Regions from separate parts of the Mus musculus genome. Here regions 1 and 3 are each linked to region 2. Evidence: chromatin contacts called from public Hi-C data. All regions are on one chromosome and are shown on one strand. Each heading gives the region's core, a stretch centred on a gene start, on an enhancer-like site or on the middle of the called end of the contact. The rest is flanking DNA. Distances are from core to core; before and after follow the strand shown.

The links. A called contact is a pair of places that touch in the nucleus more often than the background predicts.
Region 1: a Hi-C map of the N1E-115 cell line shows a contact between it and region 2, with 19 times the contacts expected there. The contact joins two enhancer-like sites. A contact is called at or near these places in 1 of 15 datasets of contacts at CTCF or cohesin (pro-B cells), 55 of 484 Hi-C or Micro-C datasets (the AtT-20 cell line, the Ba/F3 cell line, the G1E-ER4 cell line and 30 more) and 3 of 115 datasets of contacts at active chromatin or transcription factors (astrocytes, embryonic forebrain and fibro-adipogenic progenitors).
Region 3: a contact with region 2 is called in a Hi-C map of the N1E-115 cell line, with 6 times the contacts expected there. The contact joins two enhancer-like sites. A contact is called at or near these places in 3 of 484 Hi-C or Micro-C datasets (the N1E-115 cell line, cerebellar granule neurons and cerebral cortex).

Annotation. Positions count from the first base shown.
Region 1 is chr16:42,151,028-42,154,094 of GRCm38.p6, forward strand. All of the region lies in intron 6 of Lsamp (limbic system-associated membrane protein), which reads left to right. Among named protein-coding and RNA genes, the nearest start is that of Mir6540, 150 kb to the right of the region's middle. Within about 2 kb of position 1,799, at least 31 of the 459 cell types and tissues checked have an H3K27ac peak or open chromatin away from gene starts, as enhancers often do. A contact at or near this core is called in the N1E-115 cell line, where this site is marked.
Region 2 is chr16:41,256,657-41,259,975 of GRCm38.p6, forward strand. It overlaps a transcript of Lsamp not described here. Among named protein-coding and RNA genes, the nearest start is that of Lsamp, 270 kb to the right of the region's middle. Within about 2 kb of position 1,890, at least 6 of the 459 cell types and tissues checked have an H3K27ac peak or open chromatin away from gene starts, as enhancers often do. A contact at or near this core is called in the N1E-115 cell line, where this site is marked.
Region 3 is chr16:42,000,976-42,004,409 of GRCm38.p6, forward strand. All of the region lies in intron 3 of Lsamp (limbic system-associated membrane protein), which reads left to right. It overlaps Gm52229 (splicing regulatory glutamine/lysine-rich protein 1-like), which reads left to right. Exons shown (of 1, transcript XM_030249356.1): 1 at 1-3,434. Among named protein-coding and RNA genes, the nearest start is that of Gm52229, 38 kb to the left of the region's middle. Within about 2 kb of position 2,141, at least 11 of the 459 cell types and tissues checked have an H3K27ac peak or open chromatin away from gene starts, as enhancers often do. A contact at or near this core is called in the N1E-115 cell line, where this site is marked.

The sequences.
Region 1 (3,067 bases), core at 549-3,048, 890 kb after region 2:
CTCTATTCTTGCTTTAATAATTTAAAAATGGGTTTATATTTATAATTTCACTAATATCTGTCTTTGATATTTTAACAGGAAGAACAAATAAACACTGTACTGGAGATAAGTTTCTATAGGCATAGGAATTCCTGTTCTGTAATTGTTTGAGCAGTTAACCTTGAGATTCCGTGTGTATTTTTACCCTCCGTGATGTTTACCATTTTTCCCCTTCAGAGCGTGTTTTACCCACAGTCCCCCACCCCATTCAAGGTCAGTATGGTTTTTATCACTGTAGTTCATTTCCTGGGTCATTCTCCAACATATAATGTGTGAAACACACAAAGGAAGAAACCATAGTCTCAAAATTCACATTTATTCAAAATTACTTTTTCCCATAAACACTGCAAAGCAAGACATTGCCTCAACAACAGCAGAATAACAGGTGTGCCACTGCCTTAACTCCAAGCCAGTCAGCTATACAGACAGGGAATGATGTATTTTCAATATGCATTTATTATAGGTCACCAATAGCTTTCATACTGGAACAGAGATGCCTATATACCCTAGCTCTCTAGGCCAGAAAATTGTACATTAATGATCCCACTGACCACTGCAAAGACAAAGGTTTATAGGCTCTGAATTTATAGTCATTGCTATTGCTTGCAAAAATGTATTTTCCCAAAGACTAAACACAAAACAATTACACAAACACTACTTTTCCTTAACTATGGGCCAACTTGTGTATTTTACCTCTTAAACATACATAATTTTAAAAAACACAAATGACAATTTATAAACAGTCACTCTGTATTCTTCTCATAAAAGTTTCTACAGACCAAATTAAATTCTTGCCTCCTACATCACATTTAGATGCAAAGTCACAGCCACGACTTTCTAGCTTAAGGGTATTTAAAGGCAAATTGGCAAATAAAATTAAAATAATACAAAAAAATTGAAATGAAACCAACCTACCATTGAAATTAAATCTCAGAAAAGTGATTCGCAAAGAACACTCAAAGACGTAGGGGAAAAAATGGAAACTAGGCCATGCGGGGCCTAGTTTGGAAAAAAATAAATCCAATTAAAGAAGATTATTATACACACTATAAGAAAAATGTGCTCAGAATCATAGGAAGAAATGCTGCTGTTTCATAAATTTGAAGATGGATCATATTTCATTAACTTGTCCAAACTGAAGTCCCGACCAGACTTGGATGGAGATCTTCCAAGTGCCAATAATGGAATTTTTGCATATGTATATATTCACATATATGCAAACTTGCTTTAATTATATTTACAATGAGTTACAGAAGGTTTCTAGGGCTGACAAGACAACTTAATAAATCTTGAGCACAGTCTAGACTATTTTAGTATAAAACTTAAAACTCTGTTAAATAAAATAACTTCCCTAAAGCATTAATAAAATCTGTTCCTTACCATGACCACTAAAAATAAAACTGTTAAAGTGTGCCTGGTTTTCAGTCTTGACATGAAGCGTGGCATTCCTGGAAAACACTCCATCTTGAATTCCTGACATGCCACAATTATTTTAAGACATTTAACTTCGAGTGTTGCTACAGAAATCAACACCACCATTTTATCATGATGGCATCTTGCAAATATCTTGATAAGGAAACACACACACACACACACACACACACACACAGAGGCATCGCATCTGGCCCAGTCAATCACATTTGCAAAGAGGTCGTGCCCTGTCCAAGATGAGCTTTGCACACAGTATCAAGATGATGCTGAGAGTCTCCGTGACAGCAGTTCTGCAGCCACAAACTCAAATATTTATCTGATCGCGCATTGTGGCTGAACAAAGTGAAACCAGACGCTGTTCACAAAGGACAGCTGCAGAACGTTGAAGAGCAGTTTCATTGAGGGGCTGACCTCATTCAATTCTGTGGGACTTTGTTTCCCACACAGTGAACTGTTGATTGGAGAATGACCCTTGTTTGATTTTGCGCTGTATGTAGACTGTAGTTAGCTTTTTTTAGATAGATTTTAGAGAATCTAGTTCACCTTACTACTAATACTTTGGGCTTCTGCTAGCAGGGATTGAAAAGCTGTTCATGGTGACATGGGAGAGCTGGTGTGAGAGGTCACTGGAAAATGTCAGTTCTCTTAAGTCCCCTGTCCTTTACAAGGATGACACCTTCCTAGGGACCGAATCACTTTCTCCGTCTCTTTTCAGTGAGGAGGGCTTCCCATGTAAAATGTACTTTCCCATAGAAAGACAAGACAACGACAGAACACTAAGCCTTTAGAGTGAGAACTCAAGATTCAAATACCCATGATACGTGTCTTACTGTGGCAACCATTGTTATGCATGACTCCCTTATTTAACTAAATATTGTATCATGTCATCATCTCTTTGGAATATTAACTTTCATCACCAAAGTGTTAACTGTGTCTTGTGTTTGTTGTTTGAGGCAAACGCCCTCAAGGATTTCAGAACCTGATTTCCTCAAGGTGATTTAAAAGGTGAAAGAAGACCTCAAAGCCCCTTTTCTGCCCTCGTTCAGTAGAAAGAAGGACTTCCCCTTCTACCCATAGCCTAGCCCAGACACTCTTCACCCCAGTTGCTTCTCTTCCTTAGCGCCTCACATTAGAGAGTCACCCCTCTCATCCTCCCATATCCTCAACCACTGTGACCCTCAGGCCATCTGGGAATGCACCTCTATATCTGCAGTGGTATTTCAATACTGAAATGAAACCAAGGAGTAATACACATTGCCTGTAGTCAATTAGAAATTTTCCACTGCCCTTACCTCTGTGGCAAACATGAAAAGCAGAGTGCTTCCTTGCTCCCTAATCTTTAAAAATACATTATATGTATGTATGTATGTATGCAAATGCATATGTATATGTATATATAAAATACAATATATATTGTAATAGAAAATACATATATATTGTATTTTCTCTCTATATATAAAATATATAGAGAGAAAATATGTGGTGTTCCTTCTTTGATTTGTTTCTGATAGTGGATTTTCCCATTAATTTTAATTTAGATTTATTCATTCTGAAATCAGTCCTTATTGCATATATTTGCATAAATACCTCAGCTATC
Region 2 (3,319 bases), core at 640-3,139:
TAGTAAGGGGGACTTTGAGGAGTGGAGGGAGGGAGGGAAAGCTTTATTTAGAATGTATTGTACGAGAGACTAGATTTTGAGAAGAAGATAAAATAGAAACATTGACACGACAATTGCATAACACAATATTTGCTTCATCTCTCTTGTGGAGGAGTTCTCAACACTGTAAAAATACAACTAATAACAAAGAAGTGCCACCAAAGTGCATTCACAGGACTATAGGGAGAAAAGCTGGGGAAAGGAGCATGGGCTTGGTCACAGCTGTCCAGACCAAAGCAGATGCATCTTCTCAGAAATGAATGAGTGATGAATGAGGCATGAACGGTAATCGAGCCTGTGCTTACTGGGCAATTGTACTGGCTAGTTTTGTGTCAACTTGACACAGCTGGGGTTATCACAGAGAAAGGAGCTTCAGTTGAGGAAATGCCTCCATGAGATCCAACTCTAAGGCATTTTCTCAATTAGTGATCAAGGGGGAAAGGCCCCTTGTGGGTGGGACCATCTCTGGGCTGGTAGTCTTGAGTTCTATAAGAGAGCAGGCTGAGCAAGCCAGGTGAGGCAAGCCAGTAAAGAACATCCCTCCATGTCCTCTGCATCAGCTCCTGCTTCCTGACCTGCTTGAGTTCCAGTCCTGACTTCCTTGGTGATGAACAGCAGTATGGAAGTGTAAGCCGGATAAACCCTTTCCTCCCCAACTTGCTTCTTGGTCATGATGTTTGTGCAGGAATAGAAACCCTGACTAAGACAGCAATCATTAGAAATAGGAGTGCCAAAGCATAGGGACAGAGGAAGAGGAGCACTTGCTGTTCTCCAGATGTCCTGCAGGGGTGGAAAAGTTCAACCAACAATGTCTTCATAGTCAGTGTTTAGCCTATCTTGCAATCCAGTGCTTGGTTACAAAACATGCTGTACACATACTTATTAATTTGGGGAGGATGCTTTAATTAAGATATTCAAGTTTTCCTGCTTTAAATATTGAACGTCTCACATTTCTAGCTGAATGTCAATGGTGACCTGTTCACTAAAGAAGGTCAGAGACAAAGACAAAATTGATCATTTATTCACTACCTAGAGAATTTCTATTGTGCCAGAAATAATTATGTGTCATTCACAGATATTTTGTATGTTCATTTCGACGAGTCTAGAAAATCTTCTCGTTCCATCTAAAATCAAGAATCCAAAAATTCTGAGAAGTTAACTTTAAAGTAGTACACATTGGAAAATCATTCTTTTACTTCAGTAACTGGAGAAGTATGTTGTAAATGTGAGTCGGGGCGACATGAAAATATAGCCTGAACTTTTATTTTACCTGATGCAAAAGCTCCTTCACATCAGCAGTAGGCACATAAAAAATAGATGATAGATGTCACAGCTCTTATTTTTTAATGTATACAGATGTTGTGCCTGGATGTATGTTTATGTATCATGTGCACGCTGTAACTTGCAGGGGACAAGAGAGGATGTCAGATTCCCTGGGACTGGAATTACAGATAGTTGTGAACTTCCATTTAAATCCTAGGAGTCAAACCTGGGACCTCAGAAAGAACAGCAAAAACTGTAAACTGCTGAGCCAAAGCCCCTGTCATTCTTAGCAGATCCCTGCAAGTGTGTGAATAGCAGGATGTGAATGGCTGTGTGTGCTTGGTTGTTTATGTGGGTTTTGCCTATGACACAGCGTCAGCTTGACTGTATGCATATGTGTGTGACACGCTGAATGTGTGACTGTATATTAATCAGATATTATCCCTTGCACTTATTTCATTAGCCATAGTCAAACATTAGTCACAAGGCATTGGCAACCCAAATTGGGTTAGAACTCACACCTGCTGCAAGAAAACATTCGACCAGTAGAGGGAGCCTCCATCTCATGATTGAAGATGCCTTTGAAGGGAGGTTTGAAAATCTGAGAAGTGTGGTGCATAGAGAAATAACTGCTCTTGTGTTGCTTTCTCTGCTTACATGCAAGGAGGGATGCATGGAATTAGTTGCCCGTCACTTAAATTATAGGTATTACAATCCTGTGGAGTATTAGATATCACCTTTGATCCACTGCATTACTGTCCCGTGGAGTATTAGATATTTCCTCTGATTCACTGTATTACAGCCCTGTGGAGCATCTGATTCTCTGTTATTTTCAAAGGCCAGGCACGGCCATTGTTGTCCTGGATATTATTGGAGTGTTTTATTCCACAGACAGTGCTGCCGCACCTCCCGGCCCCACTAATACAGTAACAAATGGAACCCGCTAACCATCACTCGGGTTCCTCCTCCCCTTTTCTTATATCATCAGACTTCTGAAGATGGGGTGGGGGCAGGGAGATCAGAGTAGGGGATGAAAGGAACTAGCCCGCATGCGTGCTTCCATAGTTACATCTTCATTCTGCAAAAATTTGACATATCAAAGAAATATCTGAAGGTCGCATCGAAGCAATTTTTAATTTTTAGGTAACATCAAACAAGTTCTCTGATAATTAGATAGGGACGTGTGCTCACTACTCTCGACAGCATATTTTTAGTTTCTCTTTATCTATAGGTTCATTTTTATTGGTTCTCCATTCAAGTGATATATTTATTGTATTCTAAAGAATTTCATAGAATGTATCTCTCTCACATTCACCCCCAATTCCTTCAAGATCAGTCCTTGTGTCTTTACCTATCCAACTTCCTATCATTATTTCACCCCAATGGAGTACTGTGCTGCCCAAATACTCTTGGGTATGAATGACCCCCTGGAGCATGAGCAACCCATCAGGGTTCACACCTTAAGAAAATCTGATCTTCCCTTTCCCATAGCTGTCATCTCATTGTAGTCAATTAGGAGTAGGACTTTATGCTTACCTCTTCTCTTTATTATGGAAGTTGGTCTGCACTGTGCTTATGTAAGCCTTTTACCTAGCCCTTGCAGTCTTTCTGTTCTTCTGCCAAGGTGGTGCCTAAGCCCTGGAAGAAGCATGAACTAGTGACACCCTTTATTATGCTGACCTCCATGTTGACCAGAGATGTATTTCTGTGCTACTCAGTATCTACTGTAAAATAGACTGTTTAGACACTTGTTTGTTTTCCAAGGAAAGAAATAAAGGGTGTGGATTCAATGGGAGGGGGGATATAGGAGGGATTTAGGAGAAGTAGATAAAGGGAAAACCATAATCAGAATATATTGGATAAGAAAAAAAGGCTATTTTCAATAAAAGAAAATTGGAAAAATGAATCTACATGGATGATGGTGAGGAGATGCAATAACCTATGTCCCGATAGTGATGTCACTAGGAGTGAGATTAATACTATGCCTATAATGTTCTCTCTTGGACCTATAGCCCAT
Region 3 (3,434 bases), core at 891-3,390, 740 kb after region 2:
GAGACTTTAAGGAACAGAGATTTATCTGTCTCTCCTGGAAGCATGTTCCAAGGTGATATGAAGAAACAATGTTGTAAGCCCTCACTCTGGACAGCACCCATTGTCCAATTTATATTTATGCTCTTAGGTCCGACTGTGTTTTTAAAGGAAGCCACAGAGCCATCACAGCCGAATTTCCTAATACCAACTGAGTGGTCACTCCATCAGGAGATACTTATATCTAGCACTTTCCAATGATCTGGTAGACATTTCATGTTGGTTTTGATAGGACTAGCACACATTTTCTCCAAAGTCTTAAGTATCATATATCTTGGCTTCTTCCTACCTCCTTCTGCCATATAAGCTAGAAGTTTTAGATAACAACAATTAACCTTCTCAACCATAGGAGTTCAAGATGAGCTTTTTGTAAAACTGAAGGGGATCCTCCAGTAGCAGTGGCTTCCCTTTTCCTTTTATCCCTTTCTCCCGTCTGAGTCCTTCTTTATCAGGCTGCATCTCTCCATCTGTGTGTTCTTTGCCTGTGCTTTAAGTATTTCACCTCTGCAAGCAGATAGTGATCTCATTTCGGGTTTTCAATGTTCATCTATTCATGTTTTGTTCTGTATGTATACTTTGATTTCAAGTAAATTTGGTCATCATCAGTCCATTACTAATTGTGAAAATCAGAATTATCCTCCCAACATCGTGCATTGTAAAAGTATTCATTGTCTCAGCAGCCCAAATTGCCTTCAACAAGATCAAAGGGAGGCCATAGGTGAGGTTTGTTTGAATTTTTCTCTGACATTTTTCCCTCCACCTCATGCTTCTCTCAGTTCTCTTTCTTCTCTCTCTCTCCCTCCCTCTCATCCTCACTCCCTCTCTCCCCCTCCCTTCCTCCCTCCCTTCCTCCCTCCCTCCTTCCCTTCCTTCCTTCCTTCCTTCCTTCCGTCCTTCCTTCCTTCCTTCCTTCCTTTCTCCTTTTCTCCTTCTCTTCTTCTTTCTCCTACCCTTCTCTTCCCCATCCCTTTGATTCTTTATCATAGTCATCTTTATCTTCTTCTTTCATTTTTCTTTTAGGGCTACCCTTTTACTCTAGACATTACTCACTTCTTATGATCTGTGAAATGTAGAGTATTTAATACCTTGATGTTATCTCCAAAAGATATGGAGTATTTGCATGGTAAGTATACAGTTAACAATCTCGATAACCAGAGTTCACTTACTTCTTGTTTTTCTTCCCCATTATAAAAGGAACAAAATGTCTTTCTTAGACACCTTTTGGGTTTCAAATTTTGTAGAAAAGTGCCAATGAATAGTTTAGAATAATCCTAAAGGGAAAAGTGATTCATGATTTGGAAGAGGTTGGTCAAGGACAGCTAGTCAATCACACTCTCTGATCTTGAGGTTCTTTATCTGAAAATGGGGACTTGTTTATCTTCAGTCATTGTTGAGATTATCAAACTGTAGTTTGATATATTAGTGAGTCTTATAAATTATAAAGTATTATTCATGCCCATTATATTTTCTTTCAGAAAGCAATATTTAACAGAACCATGAGTTGGCCTGAAGGACATAGTTATGAAAAGGACATAACTACAATCTCCCTATTTAAAAACTAAAGCCACATCCTTCACTTCTCAGAACTGGGTCTTTGGGGATTTCATTTAAAAGACCATTCAGAAAGAATGCCCATTGGGTCTGTTATCAAATCTACCAATTTCTTAAATAACAGGATTAATTTGTTCATAAAAGAATACCTTTCCAGTGCATTGATTTAGCATCTTTACTTACTTTATAAATGGGATCACTGGAGTGTTCTCCAACCATCTTTTGAAATGTAATCTTGAAAAGAGGAAAGAAGAGAGAGAGAAAAAAGCTAGAAAGAAACAAACATTGTTGAAGGGGCTTTTTGAGAAGTCAAGGTGTTAAATACTACAGAGCTTACTGTGGATGGCTTGTACTTTAGAAATCTCTGTTTTGAGAGAAGGAGGATTATTTGGTGGCTTCAAAGGTGTTTATTCTTGAATATTCGTCTCAGTCATCATCTATACACCATCTCATCCTTCCTCTGCCACATCTTTGAATTTCTTTCCATTCATCATGTTCCTACCCTTACAGAGTCACTGAAGCTGAGTGGTGAGAGAGCATCATCCTCTGGCTGATTCCAGCTCATCCTTTGCTTTCAAACTGCAAGGTTGTCACAGAGTTCTGCTTTAGTCCTCTGCCTTGGTCTTCAGTACAAATCAGAAACATGCTAACACCAACCCCTCCTACTAGTTACAGACTTCTATTTAAAGTATCTTTCCATAAAGCTCCTTTCTTACACGCGTTCTCACGACCGGCCAGGAAGAACACCACAAACCAGAATCTTCTGCGGCAAAACTTTATTGCTTACATCTTCAGGAGCAAGCGTGCAAGCCTCAAACCCCCCATTGCTTACATCTTTAGGAGCCAGAGCGCCAGAGCGCCAGAGCGCCAGAGCGAGAGCTCTATATTTTACATCTTTAGGAGCAAGAAAGCAAGCCCCAAGCCCCAAGCCCAAAAACGAAAGCGAAACCCCTTCCCTCTTAAGGAGAGTTATCCTTCGCCTAGGACGTATCACTCCCTGATTGGCTGCAGCCCATGGCCGAGTTGTTGCCACGGGGAAGGCAGAGTACATGGGGTGGAGAAATACCCTTGGCACATGCGCAGATTATTTGTTTACCACTTAGAACACAGCTGTCAGCCCATCTTGTGACGGCGAATGTGGGGGCGGCTTCCCACACTCCTTGATGTATCTTATGATTGTATCTCAGACACAAAATGTCCTAAAAAAAGATCCCAAAATCCACTGGGAAATTTTCTTATGGCTCGGGAATACTTCATATGCCCCAGTATAGGGGAACTCCAGGGCTAAGAAGTGGGAGTGGGGGGGGGTTTAGGGGAACAGGGCGAGGGGAGGGTATAGGGAACTTTCAGGATAGCATTTGAAATGTAAATAAAGAAAATATCTAAGGAAAAAAAGATGCCAAGGTTGTAAAGTTCACAAGTAGATTTATTTATTTATTTATTTATGATCCCTTAATATCTTTCACTATCAAATCTTCCCATATTTACTTACAAAACATATGGCAAACCTGAACTTCACATTATTCTTTTTGCCTTCCCTACCAGTCTAATGGAAGACATCATTCTTCCTTCCCTTGTGGTATTATTCCCCTGGAAGGACTTCCCACATCTACCCCACCTACCCCATCTCAACCCTAATCTGTTCTTAGAGATTGCTGCCAAATTAATCTTCCTAAAGTACAATTTAAATCATGTCATTCTACTACTCCAAAATGTTTAATTGCTTTTTATTATCCATTGAATAAGATCCAAACTCCTTAAAATAACATTTAACACCCTCCACCATCTGGTGATGTCCCACATTTACAGACATAGCTCCCTTCTCCCTCTTCCAAATATCTAATGCT